2 separate regions of the Zea mays genome follow, and region 1 is linked to region 2. A link is a contact called in public Hi-C data. All regions are on one chromosome and are shown on one strand. The core of a region is the stretch at or near the end of the contact, and the rest is flanking DNA. Distances in the headings are between cores, read along the strand shown.

Region 1 (5,143 bases), core at 1,181-3,680, 400 kb before region 2:
CCAATGCTATTAGCTAACTTGAGCATAGATGAATTTTACAAGTGGAATTGGATATTGGATATATATTGTCAGCTGAATAGCTGATCACATAGTTTGTGCTGATGCAATTTATAGTTGACTTGGTTACACAAAATTAAGGTCACAAAATTTGGTCATATGCAAAGGATAGCACATTTAAGTGTTGATATGCTCTGACTTCAACATACAAAATAAATGCAAGAACTGTGTTTAACTTGTGAAATACAACATTCATAGAAGCAGCCAAATGAATTCACATGTGCAAAAATGTTTGCTTTACACAAGCTGAAAATTACACACACCTACCATAAAAAATCTTTTGTTAAGCTAAGGAAAAAAAACTCTGGGGTAAACCACCCTAGGCTTTTTTTTAAAAAAATCATTTGTCAAACTAAGCAAACAAACAAATAGAATGTAAAAAACTCGATCTGTGGGGATATGACAACCCCAAGGTATTGCATCAAGAAGAAAATCTCAAGCAGGTCAAGAAAACACCCGAATCCCTACCTCACCCATAAACAAATAAATAGTATGTCATTTCAGATAAATTTAACTTAGCACAATAGAATCAGGAGCATAGAAAATAATATGTATCAAATAGAGGTTCGCACTTATTCTATGACTCTACGGACATGCACAATGTATTTTGACTGGCATGAAGTGCCCAAATAATAACAAATCTAGCAGTACAGCATGACAAATTTCATTTAGGCAACATAATTATTTTCAATCAAGTTTGGCACAAGGCAGGCATGCAGCATTCACAAGGCATGACAAAAATATGATGATATTCATAGGAATTAGGCAACTGCTGGATACAGTCAAATGGGATCATCAATGCAGTAAAAAACTAAGAAGAGAATGTTGATTGATCAGTAGCGATTAACAGGGCAGATCTACTTGAAGTGGCATGTAGGAAAATAAGACGTTATATATATTCATAGAACAAGCATACAAGGATTACTACAGTGGAGTAACTATAATCAACACATCAAAAACTGGAAAGAATTGAGGCAATTCGCGTTGCTGCCTTTGATTTTGCAACCTAGCAGATCCATTTTCTTAGATGCAAAGAAGATCATACATAACATACTAATACGAAAAAAATAAAAATAAAAACTACATCAGTTGCCACTTTGCAGTTTCAGGCTATGAAGTCAATAAACATGGATTGCAGCTCTAAAGATACTGATAAGCATTTCATAGAATGTTTCCAGTAGTCAGTAATACTGGTTTGCTGTGAACAAACCTGATGGGTCTCCATGTTCACTGAATCCCTGTGCCCAGGCAATAACTTGCTGCTTGGTTCCTGCGCATTTCATCAAACACTAAACCACAAAGAAACGGCACCGAGTGCCAAAACAACATAGAAACTTATTCTACGAGCATATAAACGAGAATTAGATAGTTGCTACCTTAACATATGGCTCCTCTTTGTCCTCCTCAGGCAGCGATGGCATATACATCAGATCGTCCATCTCAAATGCCTCACGAAGCGACAGCCAGAGCAGCTTATACTCCCTCTTAGAGGCCCCGAGCCGCAGCGTGTCACCGGTAGCGAGATCCACTGGCGTGTTGGGTGGGATCCGTCGCCCCGAAACCCATGTCCCGTGCACTGCATCAATGAAGACCCCCAGGAATGGGAAACGCCGAGTTAACTTCCACGTCATTTCAATCCAAAAACAGAAGACTGAGACACTACATCGTTTCAGTCGAAAATTAGAAGACTGCGACACTCTGTAGGAAATTTCGATGGGGGAAAAAATCTGATCCCAAATCCGCAATGATGAAGGCAGCATTGATCCCGTCTGGAGATGATCCAAGTCCAACAACGCATTGAAGTTCTAGTGAAATCCCTAAATAGAATACGCCACAGTTGAACGAGCACGAATCAATTGAAATGTAGACTAACAGGCCAGATCAGTCCGCGGGATCGGACCAATCCTGTTAGCGCCGCTATCACGAACACATTACGAGGATGCAGAGGAAGGGGAAAAGGTAACAGAGGCTGGCGTCTCACCGGAGTGGAGGTCGGTGACGGTGATGAGACTCTGTCGACGTCGGCACCGTAGCTCGAGGTGGAAGCGGCTGACGCTGGGGTGGTCGACGAGCACGTGGCAGTCGGGGTGCCGACCCACCATCACCGGCGGGTCCTCCTCATCACTCTCCACTTCTCTTCCGCCGGACCCGCACATCGCCTCCGGCGGTGGTGCGTTGAGGAAAATGTGCTTGAGCACGATGCCGCCCTTGGACACCGCAAACGCCGCGATCAAGGCGTCCCCGTCCGCCGCCGCCATGCCGTGGGGAATCTCTCTTCTCTCGGTGCGCGTGGCTGTGTGGCCGCTGCTGAGGTCAAGGAGACGTAGTGCAGACTGCGAATCTCTGCGAGTTTGAAGCCTTGGAGAAGAACGGGGAGGGGGATGTGTAGGGGGGATGAGCGCCGGCGAAGGAGACGTTGGAGGTGGCTATGAAACCGGGCGGCAGATTTGGATTTTGGAGTTGCAACGGTCAGAATTAGGACCAGCGTGTGCGGTGTGCCGCGTGAGTGGTGAGCGTCTCTCTCAAATGGGCCGCGAAAAGAACGGGCCTAATCGGTGTGGGTCGTAAATGTTGGGTCTCTTGCGTACTAGAGAGAAAGGACTGGGCTGGGCTATATTTCATATCGAGCGAGCTTTATTCAGACAGAGAGAGGCAGAGTGTGACGGAACCTCCAAAGTAATTAGGTTCACCTACAGCTGTACTTGTCCAATAGACATCAGACAACCCTGTAGATGTTCCTGAATCACTCGACAAGCTCGGTATCTTCTTTCTTACCTTTCCAGGAACGTTTCACCCGTCTTGCAGACATTACAGAACATCGGAGATATAGAAATGCGGAAGCGATTACATAAACTTACATTTATTTAGAAAGTAAGATCAAGTTACTTATTACAGACCAGAGTTATCGTATGAGTGCAGAGTAATATTATTACACATACCAAGGGAGGTAAAAACTCCTCCCGATAAGTTCTTATATAAAAGTTCTATATGGAGGATCCTTTCCTCCCGCACTTCATTCCTTGCGTTCTTCTTTTGGCACCATCTTAGAGCAGAAGCAACAAAAATTTGTCGCTTCCTCACCTAAAAACAACGGGGGAATAAACCCTGAGTATGGAATTACTCAGCAAGTCTTACCCGACTAAAGAAAAGACTCTCAAGGGTATGCTGGTTATAAGGGAGTCAAGGTAAGACTTTCAATAATCAAAGACTCTGTTTTGTAGAAATGATTACTAAAGTGGATCCTTAAAAATCCAGTTTTATTTGTCAGGTTAAGTAAAATTACCTGCAACTAGAGTTTTTTCTACCCTAGTTCAATCACTTGTCCTGCATTAGCCAATTTCTTAACAAACCATCATCTTTAGTGGATTGCTACGTGTAAGTCAGTGACCAAGTCTTCATAACCGCGAAGGTACGGCGATCCGAATCGATTATACTCAGCTGAGGATCTCCAATCACACGACATATGTAGCACTTAACCCTTGCATATGTCAACCCGCCACCGGGGTTCTTAAGACCAGATCAGGTTCACGCAAACTGAGAGCACAGATACACCACCGTCCAGCCTCTTGCCACGGAGGGTACACGCTACTCCCGCCACCGCTCCACGCCCATTTCGTGTTATCTTATTCTGGCCTTAGTCTGCCCGAGGCAAGGCTTACCCATGACGAGGCATGTGACCAGTTAAAGGGTCCTCGGTCATCAAGCCTACATCGACACGGTCCTTAATCGACTCAGACGGAGACACTACACCAAGACTCCTTTCTCGTGCAAGTCACCCGCCCGGTCTCAGCTTAATCATTTCAACCCAAAAACTTGGTACCTGGCAGAGGTACATCTTTTCCGATGTTGAACCCATCACGACCATGATGGATCCACCATCAAGTTTTATTTTTGAAAACAACCCTCCCACTTTGCCAATCATCTTTTGTAAAACAAATCCTTTTGTTTTTCTAAAGCAATACTAAGCATAGAAAAACCTTTTTGTAAAAACAGGGTTTCAAGGAAGGTAATGCAGGAATTGTTTAAGCATTCAACTCCTATCACCTAATGCATCAATCAAGTGAGAAAGATTTTAAAAACATCAAGGAAGGTGGCAAATGCACCAGAGCTTGCCTTCGTTAGTAGGTGAGTCAGGCTCGGACCCGCAGATATCGAAGTAGAAACAATTCCCGGCCTGATATTCCGAAGGTGGTGGTGTCTTCTCTTCGGTCACTTCGATTTCTTCTTCGTTTTCTAAATATAGCCATATAAGTATACTAGGTACGTGCCCGTGCGATGCCACGGAACGTGATTACAATAATGACGACAAAATCCGTGATTAAACATAGATACATAACAATATAAATACGTAATATTATTATAAATATTTCGACCCAAATATTATTATAAATAACGCATAGAGGAATGTCAGTGTTGCGGTAGTGAATCCCTTTGTGTGTTATTTCTTAGACGGCGACGTGGGTAAACCTGGCCCAGATATGCGTGATCAGTAGTAGGCACCAGCGACTACAATATGTGCCCCAGAGTAAGCCAAAACTCAATAGTTAGAATTATATTGCGATATTCTTAATGAAAGAAACCCAGAGCATGTAAGCACTGATGTCTCGCGTAGTTAAGGGAATAAAAACACAAGAAACATCAAATAGATAACCACCATTCAACGTGTGTGGGATTCGTACTCTGATAGATCACAAATTCAACACAATTACCTGAGAAAAGAGGGAGAACAGATAGAAAGGGAGATCAGTGTGGCTCCATTTATAGCTGGTGAGGGCACTGCCGATTTCCACCTTTTATCAATGGAGAAATTTGGGAAGGAAAGAGATTCACACGTTCAAGGAAACAGAGCAGAGTAAAATATAGGAAGGGATCCATCTCGCCTAAAATTTGGTGGTTGTACATCACTCGCACTCGCATTTGTTTGTTGCACGGAGGTAAATAAGGCAAGAAATAATGCACGGAGGGAAACTTGTCTACACAATGTGAGATGTTAGCAGAAAACCATAGGAAAATAAAAGTAGATCAACCAACAAATCACAGAGCACGAAACACAAATTAACGTGAAAACTCCTTCAATGCGAAGAGA
Region 2 (5,557 bases), core at 1,789-4,288:
TGCTGTGCTTTAGTTCTGAGTTTGGCTTTAGTTGCAACTAGGTACATCACAATGATTAAATAAACTTTGTAATTGAGCTAAATCTCAACTCCTGAAGAAGTCAATAAGCAGTGAAGCACTGTCCCTGCTCATGCAAAAGCAAGCATATGAAGAGTAAATAAAAAATACTCAGACTACCTTGTTAACATACAAGCGCCAATTATAGAATTAAAAGGATCTTACGGAAGACGACATGGTTATCAAGGATTGTTAAACCAAACAAAATTTTTTAGGTGGAGCACATGGAGAATTCCATTTGTCAATTTCAGAATGGATTTTAGTTTAAACCTTTCCTATTTCCAACAATTTATGATGAATTAACTTGCAATCTTTGTACAGGAACAACAACAACAATAAAGACATTTAGACCCAAACAAGTTAGAGTAGGCTAGAGTTGAAACCTAACAAACCAAAAGTCAAAATTTAGTCACATTGCAACGAGAGACGATACCTGGCCAAGATCCTCCATTGTGGTAACTCCACCGGGTGTTTTTGGGGTCACATCCAGTAATAATTCTCCACTCATGATTCTCGAGAGCAGGATAGCATATCTTCAGAGGCATCTCACCAACTAGCTCATCCCACTTTTCCTCGATCAGATCCATTATAGCAACTGACTGTTCTGGGGTGGCTAGAGATGATACAATGGCAATGCAATTGCCAAGGGCAAACCACCGGAAATCCATCATAGCAGGGCTGACGTTGCCAAGAAAGTAGCCTCCTCGACATGGCATGAAATCAAACACCCAATCAGGAATGGAATCTGGAATTACATTGAACTTGTTCACAGCAGTGTGGGAATACTCTTCTGTTTTGTATCTGTATATGTTATTCAGCTGGTGAAAATCTAGCCAGAAGTAATTCCTCATGTGGTAGGTTAGTGCATGTAGTCGTTGCCCTATCTTCTCTATGAAATCCTTCCCTTCGCCCTCTGGCTTGAGCATTTGGAGAGCACATCTTAATGCCATATAGAATAGGGCTTGAATCTCAATGGGATAACCATATATACCCTGAAAATTGAAGAAATTACGATCATGCAATGGTGGGAAGCTTCATTTAGAATTAATAAAAAAGGAAACTTCATTTAAAATCAATATGTAATTCAAAAGTAGAACAAGCAACAAGAGAACTTGTAGGGGCATACTACAGATTGTCACTTTCTACCAGTATTATCTGTTTGTACTTCTGCAAAAACTGTGTTTCTTGCCTCCAAGGTACCGAAAGGCTATACAAGATTGCCATTAAAATTTGGTTGCAAGTAGTATGAGAATTTGTGCAGCTGTAAGACTACCATAAAAACTTAAAAAGTAGAGTAGAAAATTAGGAGACAGGGATGCTCCTTCATTATGGAAGAACATGCAGAACCTGCCAATCCTATTGCCACCTCAGCTGATATGTACTACTTCTACAGATATGCATCTAAATATGAATTAGATCAAAGGTGAAGTGATGCTACCATTCGACGATCAATCATTGAGCAGCCATCTGTGCAGAGCAGAGTTGGAAAAGTATCAAATCCTTCAGATAAGCAGAGATTCAGTATCAACCTCATGCACTTCTGGCATTCAGGTGATTCTGACAAACTAACATCTCCGGTGTACTTTGTATATGCCCGAAGGAGAATGATCCACCAAAATCCAGAGTCAACCGGTGCCACCCTACCGATTGCACTCTCACCAAAATCAGCGACTAAGGTTTCAGTGTTTCTGTTTTTATTACGGTCCACCTTGAAACTTGCTGGCATCGCTCCTGCTCCAAGCTTGAATCGGTCTACCATTTTCTCAGAGCTCTGAAGGTGAAGAGTTTTCAAGAGAAAATTCTTCACTATGTCAGTCTCATTGTTCATTAGAAAAGCCAATGCGCTCGGAACGAAATCCCTCACAAAAACCTGAAATAATTAATAATAAGGGAGCAATCAATCTTAGCACGCCATCAGACTTAATTCTTTAAGAAGTAACCAGAAATAGAAAAACAGGAAAAATCCAGTTACAGACCATACTGCTAATGTTCCACGGTTACATATTACCGGAACACATTTTTTATCACGTAATCTTAGAAAATACAGAACAGAAATTGAAATCTTGTTGCAAGTGCTAGTAAAAACAATGGAAGTATAGTATTCATTGATTATGATACATGTATCAAATTATAGCCTGAAACGAGTATATACACTGAGCAATGGAAATAACTAGGTAAGCACTAATATTCCAGCGTTCATAAACAGAACAAACAAAAAGGTTCCTCTGTTTCCACAAATTTGATGTTCAGTGAAGCCCGATTCGCATTCAATAATTTACCTGATCATAGTTGAGCACTTCCTCCGACGCATGATCGACGGCAGCAATGGTGCCGACGGGCTGTTCCCGGAAGTAGACGACCGATTTCCTGAGCGCCTCCCAGGCCTCGTTGACGAGCGGGTGCGGGCCGCCGAAGTGCGTGCCGACGGAGAAGGGCGAGTCGAAGCCGCCGGACGGGAATGCCGGCGACTGAAGCACGCTGTCGAAGCCGTCGTTCTGGCGGTGGGAGAGCTCGCTCCACGACTGCTCGTCGAAGGAGCGCTTCCGCTCCAGCGTGAACCTGGGCTTGTCGATGACGAGGCGCGACAGGTCGAGGTTGATCTCCGCCTCGGAGGCGAGCGAGACGTGCGACGACACCCGCTTCATGCCTGCCGCCTCCGCCGCCACCTGGCGCGCGCCGGTCCTACGGAGGAGGGATTTCTGGAGTTCAGGGACGGTTCGTGGTAGTGGCCAACGAACAATACAGCAGATTCATGCCGTTCCGCCTCCGAAACCGAAATAGAATGAAAATGAAGAGCAGCAGGTCTGTCCGTCTGTCCGTCCGTCGTCCTTACCGACGAGAGAAGAGGCGGGTTGATGTTGATGCTCACTGCGCGCGCACTGGCGTCCGGAGGCGCGTGAGGACGTGGAGGAGGGCGCCCGCCGGAGACCGGAGGGAGGATGGGTGGATCTGGATCGGGGTGCGCTCGGCGCGCAGGGTGGTGGTGCGGTGGACAGCCTACGAAAATTTTGGGCAAGAAATTGTGACCTTCGGGCCAGGGCCTTAAAAAGACCCATCCGAAACTACGGAACGATGAAGCAATACCTCTTGCTTAAAATAAGATGCGTTAATCTTTTTTTTCATCTATCTCATTCATAATTCTAAAGGTTAACAAATTTGACTGACGGAAAATCTCTCTTTCCATGAGCGAGAACATTCACAGAGCATGTTTCTTCACCGGCAGGAACATTCACAGATCGGACTAACAGATATGCAGCAGAGTACTCCAGTCAATGCATGTGCTGTTGTTGATCGAGTGGATATTATCGAATCTGCTTTAAAATTAAAGATGCGATCTGAAAGTCCTTCATATATTTTGTAGTTTCCTAAAATACAACTGCAAATTCATTGACAACCAAAAGGAGAGTGGTAGGTAGTAGTACTACAGCATCAATTTTAGTTTTTGGAATCCTTTTTGGGAGGAAATTTCCTGGGTCAAAATCTGAATCCGAGTCGCCGGCCACTGCTTCGGGAGGAGGGGGAGTAGGTGGCACGCGCAGGGTGTGGCTGCTCCGGCCGACGAGTCTGACCAGGATCCGACGTGGCACGTAAAGGCCATTGGCAGCTACGAGGCGTCCTCGCTCATTCAGGGAGTCGGTGGGTGCTGGGCCTGCTGTCTGCTATCAATTTGGCCAATACTTTAACATGTTTTCTTCGTCCAGAGAGGACAACTGGTTTGATTACGCTATCCATGAATTTTGCTCTAAAGCGAAAGGACTGGGTGAAATATTTATTTTTAGAATCCGGAGTCACCGTAGCCATGGTACTTTTAATTAATCAAGATCTGCCACTAACTTACGGAGAATTTAATCTGGATCTAAACAATACAATTACTAAGAATAGGGGTAAAAAATATACCACTCCTAAATCATCTTTCTTCAATTAATATCATGATACTTGTTAATTCTTCTCTTTCTGAGTTCTAACCAAGTTTTAAATCTAAATTTTACGTAGTTTAACTACTTTATCTCTCACTAGAGGTGTAAATAGAGATCTGATACCCAATAACTTATAGGGAATTACTCTATTAAAGCTAGTTTGACAATTCTATTTTTCCAATAGATTTCTATTTATCCTAAGAGAAAATGAACTAAATTTACTTGGGAAAAATAAAAATAACGTGGGAAAATAGAGTTCCTAAACTAGCCCTTAGGGTTAGGTTATGGAATGATTTTGATCCCCATGGGTTTGGATTTGAGAGAAATTCCTTCTCCGTTGGGTATGTGAGTATGGGTACGGGCAGAAACCTGAATCCGATTACCCATGGGTAATATTCACACACAACTAACAAATTTTAGCCTTGTGAAATATCTGGTTTCCTACAATCAAAAGAGCACCAGCTTTTTCGACGCACGGGATGGAATTGTTAAGCTATTTCCAGAATTTAACCTACTGCAATTGTTTTTTTTTTGAAGGATCAGGAGGGGGGAACCCCTACTGCGCATTTTATTAGAAAGCGAAAAGTAAAGGTTAGAACCTGGTACTTTTACAATCAATAAAAAGAAGAGAAAAAGGAAAAGAAAGAACTATTCCTATGTTTGCCACAAACTTAGCCAATTCGGGATTGAGGTGTCAAATTCCCCCCGTGCTCTGTGAATGATCAGTCGCAATTCTCTACTAAATTCCTGAGTGCAGCGGAGCACCGAGGGATCCTTGTTTGAGAATAGCCACTCGTTTCGACTTTTCCAGATGCTCCAAGTCATAAGGATAATGATCTCCATAGAGAAGGGAACGTTGAGCTGGTGCTTGAGGTTCACTGATGCCTCTTCAGGATTAGAAATTCTGGGCGGGGTAATGCCAATTGAGTTCCAGCAGGCTTTCGCGAAGTTGCATCTGAGGAAAAGATGGTAAAGGGTCTCCTCTCTTTGCCAAAGGCAGTTTTCGCAGGAGTAGGAATCTAGCTCCATGTTTCTCCTTCTCAACATATTTCTGGTGTTTAGCCTGTTTTTGAGCCACAGCTAGTAGAAGACTCTATGCTTAGGCTGACATTTACTTTTCCAAACTAGTTTGTAGATAGGATGAATCTGCATCTGGCCCATGGAAGATCTGTAAGCTTTTTGGGACGAGAATTTGTCCGACCCCCAAATGTACTTCCATCGGTCGTGAGCATCATTAAGAACGATTTGTTCCCAGGACCCCTTGAGCACCAGAAATTGATCAAACGCTTGATCAGAGACAGGTAAATGAAAAAGACCATGAAACTGCTCTTGATCCTTGGCCTCTTTGATAGTCATTTTTGAGTTTTTGGCAAAGGAAAAAAGCTCTGGAAAAATATGCCTCGGGATGCCCTGACTCCACTGATCATCCCAGAACGAAATTGATCTGCCATTGCCAATAACTGGGATAGCCAGACCTTTGAAGTTTGGCAGGAGCTTTACAATGCTCTTCCACCAGAAAGATCCAACGCTTCTATTGCCGGGGAGACCTCGAGAAAGATAGTAATTGTTCCAGATCAGATGCA

The links. A called contact is a pair of places that touch in the nucleus more often than the background predicts.
Region 1: a contact with region 2 is called in a Hi-C map of endosperm, with 3 times the contacts expected there. The contact joins the promoter of LOC100381618 here to the promoter of LOC100272522 in region 2. A contact is called at or near these places in 2 of 25 Hi-C or Micro-C datasets (bundle sheath and endosperm).

The regions. Positions count from the first base shown.
Region 1 is chr2:140,089,782-140,094,924 of Zm-B73-REFERENCE-NAM-5.0, reverse strand. LOC100381618 reads right to left here and starts at 2,430. Exons shown (of 7, transcript NM_001361457.1): 1 at 2,039-2,430; 2 at 1,434-1,633; 3 at 1,268-1,327. The coding sequence starts at 2,315.
Region 2 is chr2:139,687,880-139,693,436 of Zm-B73-REFERENCE-NAM-5.0, reverse strand. LOC100272522 reads right to left here and starts at 3,038. Exons shown (of 5, transcript NM_001353446.1): 1 at 2,891-3,038; 2 at 2,337-2,739; 3 at 1,496-1,927; 4 at 491-1,049. The coding sequence starts at 2,702.